Regions from separate parts of the Sus scrofa genome. Here region 2 is linked to region 1. The links are chromatin contacts, called in public Hi-C maps. All regions are on one chromosome and are shown on one strand. The core of a region is the stretch at or near the end of the contact, and the rest is flanking DNA. Distances in the headings are between cores, read along the strand shown. Region 1 holds the start of CELF1 (CUGBP Elav-like family member 1). Region 2 holds the start of PACSIN3 (protein kinase C and casein kinase substrate in neurons protein 3).

Region 1 (5,846 bases), core at 1,466-3,965:
TTGAACTGGAGCTGCAACTGCCAGCCTATGCCACAGCTGTGGCAACACCAGATCCCAGCTGCATTTGAGACATACATCGAAGCTTGTGGCAATGCTGGATCTGTAACCCAGTGAATGAGGCTAGGGATTGAACCCAAATCCTCACAAGGGCAACGTTGGATCTTTAACCTTATGAGCCACAAAGGGAACTCCTGTAATTTTATTTTTTATTTTTCAGCCACCTTTTGCAGCATATGGAAGATCTCAAGCCAGGGATCGAATCAGGACCAGAACTGCAACCTATGCCATAGTTGCAACAACACTGGATCCTTAACCCAATGTGCCAGGCCAGGGATAAAAACGGTGCCTCCACTGGGACAAGCTGGATCATTAACCCACTGTGCCACAGTGGGAACTCCTGTAATTTTAAATAGGGTGGTCTTGGAGTTCCTGCTGTGGCTCAGTGGAAGTGAATCCAACTAGTATCCATGGCCTCACTCAGTGCGTTAACAATCTGGTGTTGCCATGAGCTCTGGTGTAAGTCACAGACATAGCTTGGATCCCACATTGCTATGGTGTAGGCCAGCAACTGCAGCTCTGATTTGACTCCCAGCCTGAGAACTTCCATATACCACACTTGCAGCCCTAAAAAGCAAAAAAAAAAAAAAACCAAAAAACAAAAACCAAAAAAAAAAAACCAAAAAAAAACCCACCAAAAAAAACGGCGGGTGTGTCAGGGAAGCATAGCTGATAAAGTGTCAGGACCTGAAGGAGGGGAGATCCAGTTGTGGCTCAGCGGGTTAAGAACCTGACATAGTGTCTGTGAGGATGTGGGTTCAATCCCTAGCCTTGCTCAGTGGGTTAAGGATCTGGTGTTGCTTCAAGCTGAGGTATAGGTCACTGATGCAGCTCAGATCTGGTGTTGCTGTGTCTGTGGTATAGGCCAGCAACTATGGCTCCAATTCAACCCCTAGGCCTGGGAACTTCCATATGCTGCAAGTGCGGCCATAAAAAGAAAAAAAAAAATGTTTTCATTAAATGACACATAAAACTGTTAACAAGATCAAATATCAGCATTATAAATGTATATAAAATGGTAAACTGCACAGTGCAATTAGGAAATATGATAGTGTAAAATTTAGGGGCTAATTGTTCTGATCTATATGGTATCATAAACACTGTGATTAGATTTTTTCTTCCCCCAAGGGGGAAAGAAGTGCTTCCAACACATGGGAAAACACTTGAGGCTTCGGCTTGGGAGTCCATCAGTTTTTTGTGGTAAGGTATAATCAGTATTTGTGGGTATGAGAATTATTTGCTCTGGGAAGCCAGATGTTATAGAGAAATCATTTGCAAACCAAACCCATGAGTTACTTGCGTGTTGCTGGGGCCAAAGGGTCCCAGAACTAAGTTTTCTTTCTCTATCTGTATTTTACTATTCCACGATGTGTAGAAACTGTGGAATAAATGACATTGGCCTTTAAAACAAACAAACAAACAAACAATGAGTTCCCATAATGGCTCAGTAGTAAGAACCCCAAGTGGAATCCTTAAGTACTCTGGTTCCATTCCTGGCCTCACTCAGTGAATTAAGGATCTGCGAAGTCCTGAGCTGCGTCGAACTGTAGCATAGGCCAGCAGCCACAGCTCAGATTGTATCCCTAGCATGGGAACTTTCATATGCTGGGGGTGCAGCCCTAAAAAAAGCCAACACCCCAAAAAAACAAAGGAACGATCGAACTATTGTACTGTTTGCAGTCCACCTAGATCTTGGGATTCCTGGGTCACTCTGAAGGTCTTCAGGGACCTTACCTGGGTTATTGAAAAAAAAAAAAATCATGAAATTCCTATCATGGCACAGCAGAAGCAAATCCGACTAAGAACCACGAGGTTGCGGGTTCCATTTCTGGCCTCGCTCAGTGGGTCAAGGATCGGGCGTTGCTGTGAGCTGTGGAGCAGGCCGGCAGCTGTAGCCCCGATTTGACCCCTAGCCTGGGAACCTCTGTATACGGAGTGTGCGGCCCTAAAGAGCAAAAAACAAAAAACAAACAAACAAAAAAAGAAACTTAAAAAGAAAAAAAAATCGTGGAGAAGAAGGTTAGGGCTGGAAAATCAGTCTCTTAACAGCACCTTTATGAGCTTCCCAGCGCTGCAAGGATTTTTGCAAGGTTGTGTGCTCATACAGCCAATCATCCTGCTAACTCTGAAAGCTTGCAATACACTCACATTCCACATCTCAGTAGAGAAGGAAGGCCTGGATACTGCTGCTTGTCCGTTGGGTAGAAAGGAGGGTGTGTCATGTGCCCAGCGCTGGCCAAGCACCATCCCATTCACTCATCCATTCATTCATCAAATATTTTATTACGCGCATATTCAGTTCCAAGCAGAGGTCCTAGCCCACCAGTTCATCCAGAACTCCTGTGGGTGCGGGGCGCAGAGCCGAGAACTTCAGCTTCTTAAGCCAGGGGTCCTCCCACTCTTCCCAAGAGCAGTGCTGGGAGACAAAGAGACGTGCCCCTGCCGCTCCTAGGGCTGAGGGTTCCGCCCCAGGCCCCGGGGGCTCTGGCGCGGCTGCTTCTCCACTCCCCAGCCCCAGGGGGCGCTGCAGTGCCGGGCGCTCTGCCCGCCCCTGCGCGGTGCTCCGCTCGGATCCGCGCTGCGGGCGGCCCCGCGGTGGTACGTTCCCCCTCGCCGCCCTCCCCCTCCTGCTTGGCCCTCCCCGCCGGTGGTAGGTGCCGGAAGTGCCGCCATTTTGGGGTGTTCTGCTCTGGCGGCAGCGGCAGCGGCGGTGGGACGCGGAGGCTCCCCCGGGACTCGGCCTCAGCAGCGAGGCGGCGGCAGCGGCGGCGGCTGCGAAGGCGCAGGCAGCAGCTGAGGCAGCGGCGGGCTAAGGTGCAGCCGCTGGTGAGTGCGGCGGCCGCGGGATAACGGGCCGCGGGTGGGAGGGAGGGAACGAGGGAGGGAAAGGGGCAGGAGGGAGGCGCCGCGGGGCGGGTCCGGTCCGGGCAGCCGCGGGTCACAGGGCCCTCCGAGCGCGGCCGCTCCTAGTTCGCCGCGTCGTGGAGGCAGGTCTGCGGTCTCCTCGCGTGTGTCGGGGTCCTCCGCTGCCCGGGTTCCGCTGCGCTTGCCCAGCGCGTGCCCCCGTGCCTAGGGAGACCCGCCCTCCTCGTGGCCTTGCTTCTTTCCGCGCCCTTTGCCTGCACTCTCGGGGCCCAGAGGACTCAGTTCTCTGTCTAGGGGTAGTCGTTCCTCCTTTTTCCTGCCGCGGTGCCAGACCCAGGCTGCCTGCCCAGGACACCCCTTCCCTGCTCCTGTCGCCCCACGTGTTCTTGGTGCCTACCGTGGGGGGGTCCCCAGGACCCCTGCCTCTAGAGGGCTGAGCTTCCCCCGTGGTGCCTCGAGAGCCCCTGGTTGCTCGCCCCAGATCTGCTAGGGCCCTGGCTCGCCCTCCCCCCCATGTCAGGTGCTCACCCAGTCATGGCCTAGTAGCGGGGCTGGAATCTCGCACCCAGAAGCGCGGTGAGCTTTTTTCGTTAAGTACTTGGTTTGGATTTAAAGCCGCTGGTGTCTTGTGGTTCTCAAGGCAGGATGTTGTTTGAATTCTCTAGGACTGTTGCATGGGCTCTAAGTAGCTTCTCCTTGGTTTAGTCTTGTCCTCGTAGTTAAGGGATAGGTGGTGAGATTTTGGTCGGAGCCCGTTTTAGCAAAATGGAATCTTTTTCTCGCCAGCGAAGTAAATACTGTACTTTTTATTACTCTCGAGTGAAAAGGCTGTATAACAGTTTCAGATAGCACTGAGTGCTTTATAATGTCTGCAGTGTAAGAGGTTACAAATACCAGAGGAATCCTTTACAGAAACTTCACCGTTAATGAAGGTCTTTTCACTCTCTTTGATTCCCTGCAGTTTGGAGAGGCTTTAATTGCTTTCTTTCACCTTTTCCGCAAATGTTGGGTGGGATCTTTTCCACAAGTGTGACATCTTGTAGAGTGGTATGCAAGTTTCATTTTCTCCTTAAATTTTTGGTGAAGAAGAGTCTTCTCTCAGAATCACCAAGGGTTCGTTCTGTTTTAACATTAATAAGTCTACTTGGAAAATCATCCAGTTATCATAGCATAGTTATATATAACTATGGCTACAGGTCCCTCCTCTACCCCTGTGTTTTGATATTCTTCTAGCTTTACTTTGTGTGGTTTCTGATCTTGAGTTAGTCCTGATTGAAACATTGCTGTTAGTAAAGCAAAGCCGGCGCTTTCAGCTGTTGATTTAACCAGGAAGTTTATGGTTTCCCCAGTGGTTCTTTCCTCTTGACTGTCCACCACCTGTTTCCATTAAGAACGGTTCTCCGCCCAGAGCATAAGCCTCAGCTTCTTTCCAACCATTCATTCTTGTCCAGGGGCTTTCTTCTCAGGTGGTGCCTAGACTTAAAGTCTATTAGCTGGTGGGGTTATTAGAGATAGCCTTTTAAGCTTTTCCAACCCTTTCACTTTTCAGATGAGGAAACTGAGGTTAAGTGACTTACTTGCTCAAGATTAGGTAGCAAGTGCTCTTAGAACAGTTTCCACACAATTTTTTTTTAAACAATGTCATGAGCAGTAATGCATATCTGCCCTTTAAGATGTGGCAGAATAGAAGCAGACCCAGGCTTGAAATTGGAAGGCCTGGGTTGTAATCTTTGCGATGTTACTATCTATACACCCTTGACCAAGCCACTGTTTTGAGCTTCAGTTTATTCTCATCTGCAAAATGGAGGAGAAAGTGTCTGTTTAACATGGTGTCAGTTGAGCTTTAGTGCAGTAATTTGTAAAAGTGTCTGTGGTGTAAGAGGTAGACAGTGAAATTTGAGCCAGAATAATTTATTTTCTAAAGATTTCCATTTTTTTCAGGAGTTCCCGTCGTGGTGCAGTGGTTAATGAATCCGAATAGGAACCATGAGTTTGCGGGTTCAGTCCCTGGCCTCCCTCAGTGGGTTAAGGATCCGGCGTTGCCTTGAGCTGTGGTGTAGGTTGCAGACGTAGCTCGGATCATGCGTTGTTGTGGCTCTGGCGTAGGCCGGCGGCTACAGCTCTGATTCGCCCCCTAGCCTGGGAACCTCCGTATGCCACAGGAGCAGCCCTAGAAAAGACGAAAAGACAAAAAAAAAAGATTTCCATTTTTTTTCTTTTCTTTTTTTGCCTGCGTCTGTGGCATGTGAATGTTCCTAGACTAGGGATGGAACCTGTGCCACAGCAGTGACCGAAGTCACTGTAGTGACGAAGGTGGATCCTTAACCCACTGTGCCACAAGGGAACTCCTAGTTATTTTTCTTACTACAGAATTTACAGATTCATTATACAAAAATACAGATAAGCTGAAAAGGGAGAAACTCACCCTTAGTCCCACCACTCAGAGGTGATTGTTAATATTTGGTCTTTTATCATATCATCCTATAGAAATTTTGTTATTTTACCAAAATAGGCTTATCTTAGTTACAGTTTTATGGTATGTTTTTAAGATTTAATAATAGGTGGTAGGCATGGTTTAACAACATTTTATTTAAAAATTTTTTTTTAAATTTTCTTAAAAATTTTTTTTTCTAGTAATTTAATTTGTTCAAGCTCTAATTTGGATGTGTGTTGGCATTCCAAAGATGTTGGAAATGTCTTCTGTGGCCATGCCCCTAGCCTGTGGCCACACCCATGACCACTCCCATGGCATGTGGAAGTTCCCAGGTCAGGGATAGAACCTTACCACAGAATAACCCAAGCCTCTGCAGTGATAATGCTGGATCCTTAACCTGCTGTACCACAAGGGAACTCCATAATAACTACTTTTTTTTTTTTTTTTTCTTTTTTCCTTTCTTTTTTGGCCGCCCTTTGGCATATGGAGT
Region 2 (6,197 bases), core at 297-2,796, 310 kb after region 1:
CTTCATATAAGAAAACAACTTGAGAGTTCTTGTTGTGGTTCAGCGGAAATGAATCTGACGAGCATCCATGAGGACAAAGGTTCCATCCCTGGCCTTGCTCAGTGGGTTAAGGATCCTGTGTTGCTGTGAGCTGTGTTGTAGGTTGCAGACGTGTCTCGGATCCTGTGCTGCTGTGGCTATGGTGTAGGCCAGCCACTACAGCTCCAATTCGACCCCTAGCCTGGGAACCTCCATATGTCTCGGGTGAGCCCTTAAAAGCCAAAAATACCCCCCCAACCCTCCACATCTCTATCTACACTGTGCTTTAAATGTTGCAGAGCAACCCACAGCATGAGTGAACTTTAGGATTATTCAACCATTGCCCTCTTGATTGACATCTGTTTGCAGTTTTTCCCTTATTGCAAAAAAATACTATACACAAATTTCCCTGTACCTTTTTCTGCACTTGTACATGTTTGTCTAGGGTAGATACCAAAAAGTGGAATTGCTGGGTCACCAAGTCATAAGCTAACACCTCTGGGGCTTGGCACACCCTAGTGCTCCCGCCTAGAATGCCTCTGCACATGACTCATTCCTGTTCATCAAGACCAGTCAAGTGTCATCACTCAGTGAAAGGTGGTCTCTTCTGCTTCTGTTTTCCCATAGTACTTCCTGTCCATATTATCTCATTATCATAAACTTATGGCTCTGCCTTATTGGTCTTTGTATTCCCAACACCCAGCATACGGCTAAGCATAAAGCCAAAATTCAAATGTTTTCTTGACTGGATGAATGAAGGCATAAATAAATAATGAAGGTACTGTGGTTAGGACATTCCAGAAAGTCAAGGTGAGTCTGTGAGTGTTGTGAACTTGGGCTTTGGACCAATCTGCCGCCTGGTGCCCTGAGCCAAGCTGCGTCTCTGGGTTTCTGTCCGCTTAGTCTCTGACCTCGGGCATCTCATCTTAAACTCTGTTCAAGTTGTGTACCTCACGGTGGAGCCCTGTGAATGTGTAGGGGCTCTGGCCACAGAGCACAGACATATGAGCCCTGGGGCAGCACTGGCAGGGGTTGGCTTTCCAAGGTTAGCTCTGTCTCCTTTCACCCTTGAAGCAGCTTAGTATCCCTGGGTTTTGGTTTATTTTTTCTCCCTGCAGTACTTTAGAGGCAATTAAGATCAGCTGCAACATTTCTGCTTGCTGCCTCCAGATCTGAACCCAGGGGAAGCCAGATGTTTTCCACTAGCATTCCCTCTTGTGGTCTGATGAACAGCCCTGTTTTCTGAGTCTCTCTGTGACCTAGCTTCCTCAGATCCCAAAGCCTGGCTTGCAGCCTTTATTTTTAATAGGGTTTTAATAGGTGGCTCCTGTAATTAACTTCATTCTTGTGTTTTCACACTTTCTGTCCAGGTGCCTAGAGGCCCCCAGGCACTAGGTGGGATGTTAACTGATTTTGAATAATACAGAACCTTATGGCTGTCATTAGCTATTACCTCAGCTCCTCTGATTTGCAGTTAGTTGTTTTACAATCATTAATTAGCTGGGGCACATGCCCATTTGGGAGGTCAGCCCAGTCACCCGTCATGTTTCACAGAGGTAGAAACAGATATGGAGGAAAAAGGACTTGTCCAAGTCCCAACAGAGAGAGTGGGTGTTGAAACTTGTTTCAGAAGCTACGTTCTGCTGCGTACACACCCTGTGAGCGCCAAGGCAAGGATCCACTACTCAGGTACGATTGCGCAGCTGTCTCAGGTGCCCAGCTGACGATTGCACCCTCCCACAAGGACTGCGGAGAAGTCAGCCCTCAGCAGCTAAAATTACCACCTGAAATTACTCCCATTCATTCTCTTTAGGCCCCCTTTCCATTTTATGAGCAGATTTATCTGCCCAAAGAACGCGAACGTGATTCCTCCGGGATTTAGAAACTACATAATTTTGCTATTTTTAAAGCTGCCGTTTGAAAATCTGTGCTCTCATACTCACACTCCTCAAGGAGTGGGGGCGGGGGTGGGGCTGCAGCGGGTGGGGACGAAGAGTACGTGCTGCGGGGAGAACAGCATGGCTCTTGGCCTCCCAGAGCGCCGCTCTGTCCTCTGGGGAGGCGCTCCTCAGAGCACGCGGGAGGGTTTGCAACCCCCAGCAACTTGGGCCGCTCGGACTCCCGGAGCGGCCCAGGCGTCGGATTCCGGCGACCTGCGCCCCCTTTCTGCTGCCAGACGGAGGGCAGCGCCGCGGGTCCCCCAGCCCTAGAGGGAGCGGGAAGGGAGAGGCGGTCGAGCAGGTGGCGGTTAGGTCAGCCTCGGAACATTCTTGGACCGCTCCAGTGGATATAAATAACCGACGGATAGGCTCCGAAATGTCTCGGGGTGGGGGGCAAGGGGGTGAGGAAGAAGGGATTTATTCAGTGTGGGGGGTGGTATCGGGGCATTCTGGAAAGATCTACCAAACCTTTGGTAGCTGACAAAGGGGATGGAAGGGCGAAGGGGTTTAAGAATGAATCGTAATTGGGTTGTGATGATCGTTGTGGTGAACTATAAATGTAATAAGATTCATTGAGTTAAAAAAAAAAGAATCGTGATACACTATCTGGGAATAACGCGGAGGGGGAGGAGCTCAAGCCTTTCTGCCCCACCCCCACCGAAGTCAGACCTAGTCCTCAGAATGGGCCCCCAGACTGGCAAGGAGGGCTGTGCAAGGAAGGGGTCTTTGGAGTCCCGGACCTGCCTGACTACAGCTCTGAGGTCTCTGAGCCTCACTTTCTGCATCTATTCAACGGGAGCCCTAATGCTTGCAAGAGGATGGTTATGAGCCTCGTCGGAGCTAATTTCTAACTAAGAAAGCTGTGCTCAGCAAAAAGAGTAAGGCAGTGTAGCCCCAGACCTCCCTCCAAAGGGAGCCGGTGCAGGCCCCATCCCTTCCCGCTTCCACTGGTCTCCCAGGCTCTGAGGAGGCCTGGGAGGGGCAAAGCCGAAATCTGACTCCCTATAGCGCCGAGGCACCACCCAGGAGAGTCGGCCCTCATTCGGGACCCAAGACCCCAAGGCCCGCGCCCCTGGAGCCGCGATGCAGGCAGCTCCTGCGCCCCCGCCGCTAGCCGGTGGGGTTGGGGCAGCAGAGCCGAGGAGAGGGCGGGGCCGGGGGCTGGGCTTCCCGGGGGAGGGCCCGGCGCACTCCGGGAGGCGGTGGCCCCGGCCTGGGAGCCGCAGGACTCGGGCAGGAGCGTGGCCAGACCCCCACCCGCCGAGGCGCCCAGGGAGGACGCGGTGAGTGCTGCCCGGGCGGGGACCGTGGGGAGGCGGCGGCAGGAGCTGCTGCTCGAGCCCGCCCTCTCCTCCTCCCGCTCCGAAAGTTTGCAATGGGACCGACTCCCGCCGGGGGAGCCCCCGGCCGCCGCGCCCTGCGGGAAGACTGCAAGAGCTGCCGCTGAGCCGACAGGGTGCCTCATCTGCGGCGCAGCGCACCCGACAATTTCCCAGACCTGCCAGGGGGAGGGAGGCGTCGGGGTTGGCAGGCCACACCATCTCCTGGGGTCCCTAAAAGCCCCCAAATCGCCCTGGGACCCCAGGAGGGACCTTGATCCCTAGAGACCCCTCGTTCTTTGCAAAGAGCTCAAATTCCTGGGGCCGCTGTCCCTGGCCACCATCTGGAGTACACGGCGGCGCCGGCCAAGGCAGGGTGCGCCCCCTCCGCTGAGCGGTGACCGGCTGGCTCCACCCCCGCCGAGGCCAAGTTCAACAAGTTTGGCCAATTAGTCCTGGAGTCTCCATGGCTAGGCCTGGCCCGACCGCTCCGCGTGGGTTCCTTGGGCTGCGAGTTGTGCGGCGCCGGCCGCCAGAGAGGCTGGTGGAAGGGTGCCGTCCATGAGGGTTGGGGCCAGAGACCGGCAGCCCTTGGGCTGGGTGGTTTGGTGTGAGGGCTCCGGGTTTGGAGTGCGTCATCAGGGAGCAGGCACCTCAGGCGGCAGGTCGGGTTTCCAAAAGTGCCCCTTTGTTATGCCCCTCCCTGGCCCTGCCTCCTCCTCCTTCCCCGCGCCACCCCCTCCCCCAGCCTCCCGCTTCTCTCCGGCTGCTGATTCTACCTAAGTGCCCCTCTCTGGACCAGTGGACCGCCCCCTCCTGTGCCTTCAAATTCCAGGGCTGCAGTCCGAACGGGGGGGCTGCCGAGAGGGCTGCTGAGGTCCCTGGGCGCAGCCTGTGAGTCAGGACAGAGGATGGGCAGGGCAGGGCAGGGCAGGACAGCAGTTCTCCCTCCCAGGGGCATGCCCCCCCTCCCCGCTTCTGGAAAGGATGGGGGCTCAGTAAGTAAGAGTAGGTTCTTCCCAGAACCCGGAGATTCCCTACCTTGGCTCAGGAAGCTGTGAGGAGACCCAGCCAAGCCCCATCAGACTTGTCTCAGCCCAATAGGTGCACGCTCCCTGGGTTGGGAAGGCTCATTATCTGCATTCTGAGCTCTTGCCTGTAGGAGTGTGTCCTGGGGACCAATCTGGGTTTCTGCTGGGGTCAGGAGGTACAAGGTGCTGGCCCTCCTCAGCAGGGGCAAGGCACAAGGCCCACTTCAGCTGCTAGATCTGGCAGGGCAGTGAGGCCTGGCTCTGCCTGCGGCTTGGGCTGGTGTTTGCTCTGGGAGGCTGAAGGGAGCAGTGCCAGCCCTGCACACACAGCTTGCTCTGTTCTGGGGCCAGAGAGAGGGAACCAGTGGGGGGCAGCTCTCCGGGGAGCACGGAGGCTGGAACGAGCAGGGGGCCCAGGCCCCTGATGCCTGACTGGGACAGCCCTGGGATTTACAGCTGCAGCTCTCTTTCTCTCCATCTGGTTGGCAATTCCTTTCTGGCTAAATAGGATGGACTCAAGGAGAAGCAAGGAGAAGTGAAGAGGACCCTGGTGGGGCCAGCTGCTCTGCCCCTCTCCTGCTCTGTGCACAGGCCCCTCCACTGTAGGCCCAGCTCTTCCTCCTGTTAGTTGAGGGGTGGAAGCCCACTCAGGCCATGCTTTCTCAAAGCTGCACAGCCAGCAGGTTTCCCTGGTCTTCAGATGGAGGTCATTTGCTTTTTCATTAAACTACTAATTCTAGTTCCTGAAGAAACACAAGCTGGACCCTCAGGAAGTCTCTGTGAGTGACTGGGGACAGATCCTGTCCTGTAGTCACAACCCCATGGGATATGAGAATGGGGTGGGAGCTGGGGATGGAGGAATGGAGGAGGCCTTACTATGAATTTTGAAGGATGGGGAGGGGGTGCATCAGTCTGGGAAATACTCTTAGAGCCCTGCTTTGGGGGCAACAAGCACAGTCCTCCTGGGCCTGGCAGTGTCCCTGGGGCTTGCTCAGAGGAGGAAGAGATTTCCTTCTAAGGGCTTAAATTGATGCTGGGGACAGCTGAGACCCTGCCCAGAGACAGAAGGGGAGTGGCTGCGTGCCTCTGTGTCCTCTAGCCCCTTGGGGGGGGGGCGCTGATTCTGTGGTTGGAATCTGTCTTGCCCTCTAATTCTGAGGCACATTCATGCCTGCATGTAACTGGCTGATCACCTGTCCGACTCCTCCTCCTCTGGGCTTTTTGAGGGCAGGGCTGAGTTACTCATTATTTACGGATCCCTGTGGGACCTCAGTGGATGCTGTGGAGCAGGAGGTGTCCCTTGTGACTGTGGGGCCTCACACATTTCTTGTTCATTGACTGGTTTGAGTCTCACACCAGCCCTGGCACAGAAGCAGACCCAGAGGTGGAATTTCCATCTTAGGAGGGAGCTGAGGCCTCTTAGGAGAGGACAGTAAAATGCATTTGTTCAAGCTTCATGGCCAAGATAAGACTCAGGTCTCCTGGGTCCCAGTCTGCCCTTCCCAGCAAAGGGAGCTACTGGGGTATGGCCAGGCACCCTCTGACTTGGCCTGGTCTGGTAAAGGGTTGCCTTATTCCAGGAGTGGCCACAGGGGCCCTGGTTTGGGCAGGTGTCCTCTCATCTGTGGTTGAGGCAGTGGGGCCCTCTGCCCACTACCCACCCCCGCCTGCCATGTAATCCCTGGCTGGACCGTGTGACCCGCCTGGCATTCTCCTGGCTGGAATCTGGCACTTCTGACAGCAGTTGCTATATCGGGGGAGCAGGGCACCGCCCTGGACGCTGCCGGCCCCACCCTCACCCCCTGCTTTGCTCGTTAGCTTCAAGGCAGAAGCTGAGTGGCAGCTTTGAGAGTTGGACACCCAGGTCCCTGAAGTGCTCTCTAGGCCTC

The links. Hi-C and Micro-C count contacts between places; a contact is called where the count stands out from the background.
Region 2: a Hi-C map of liver shows a contact between it and region 1, with 3 times the contacts expected there. The contact joins the promoter of PACSIN3 here to the promoter of CELF1 in region 1. A contact is called at or near these places in 1 of 47 Hi-C or Micro-C datasets (liver) and 1 of 2 datasets of contacts at active chromatin or transcription factors (alveolar macrophages).

Annotation. Positions count from the first base shown.
Region 1 is chr2:15,063,809-15,069,654 of Sscrofa11.1, forward strand. CELF1 (CUGBP Elav-like family member 1) reads left to right here and starts at 2,716. Exons shown (of 16, transcript XM_021083082.1): 1 at 2,716-2,883.
Region 2 is chr2:15,378,751-15,384,947 of Sscrofa11.1, forward strand. It overlaps PACSIN3 (protein kinase C and casein kinase substrate in neurons protein 3), which reads left to right and starts at 1,547. Exons shown (of 10, transcript XM_021085228.1): 1 at 1,547-1,707.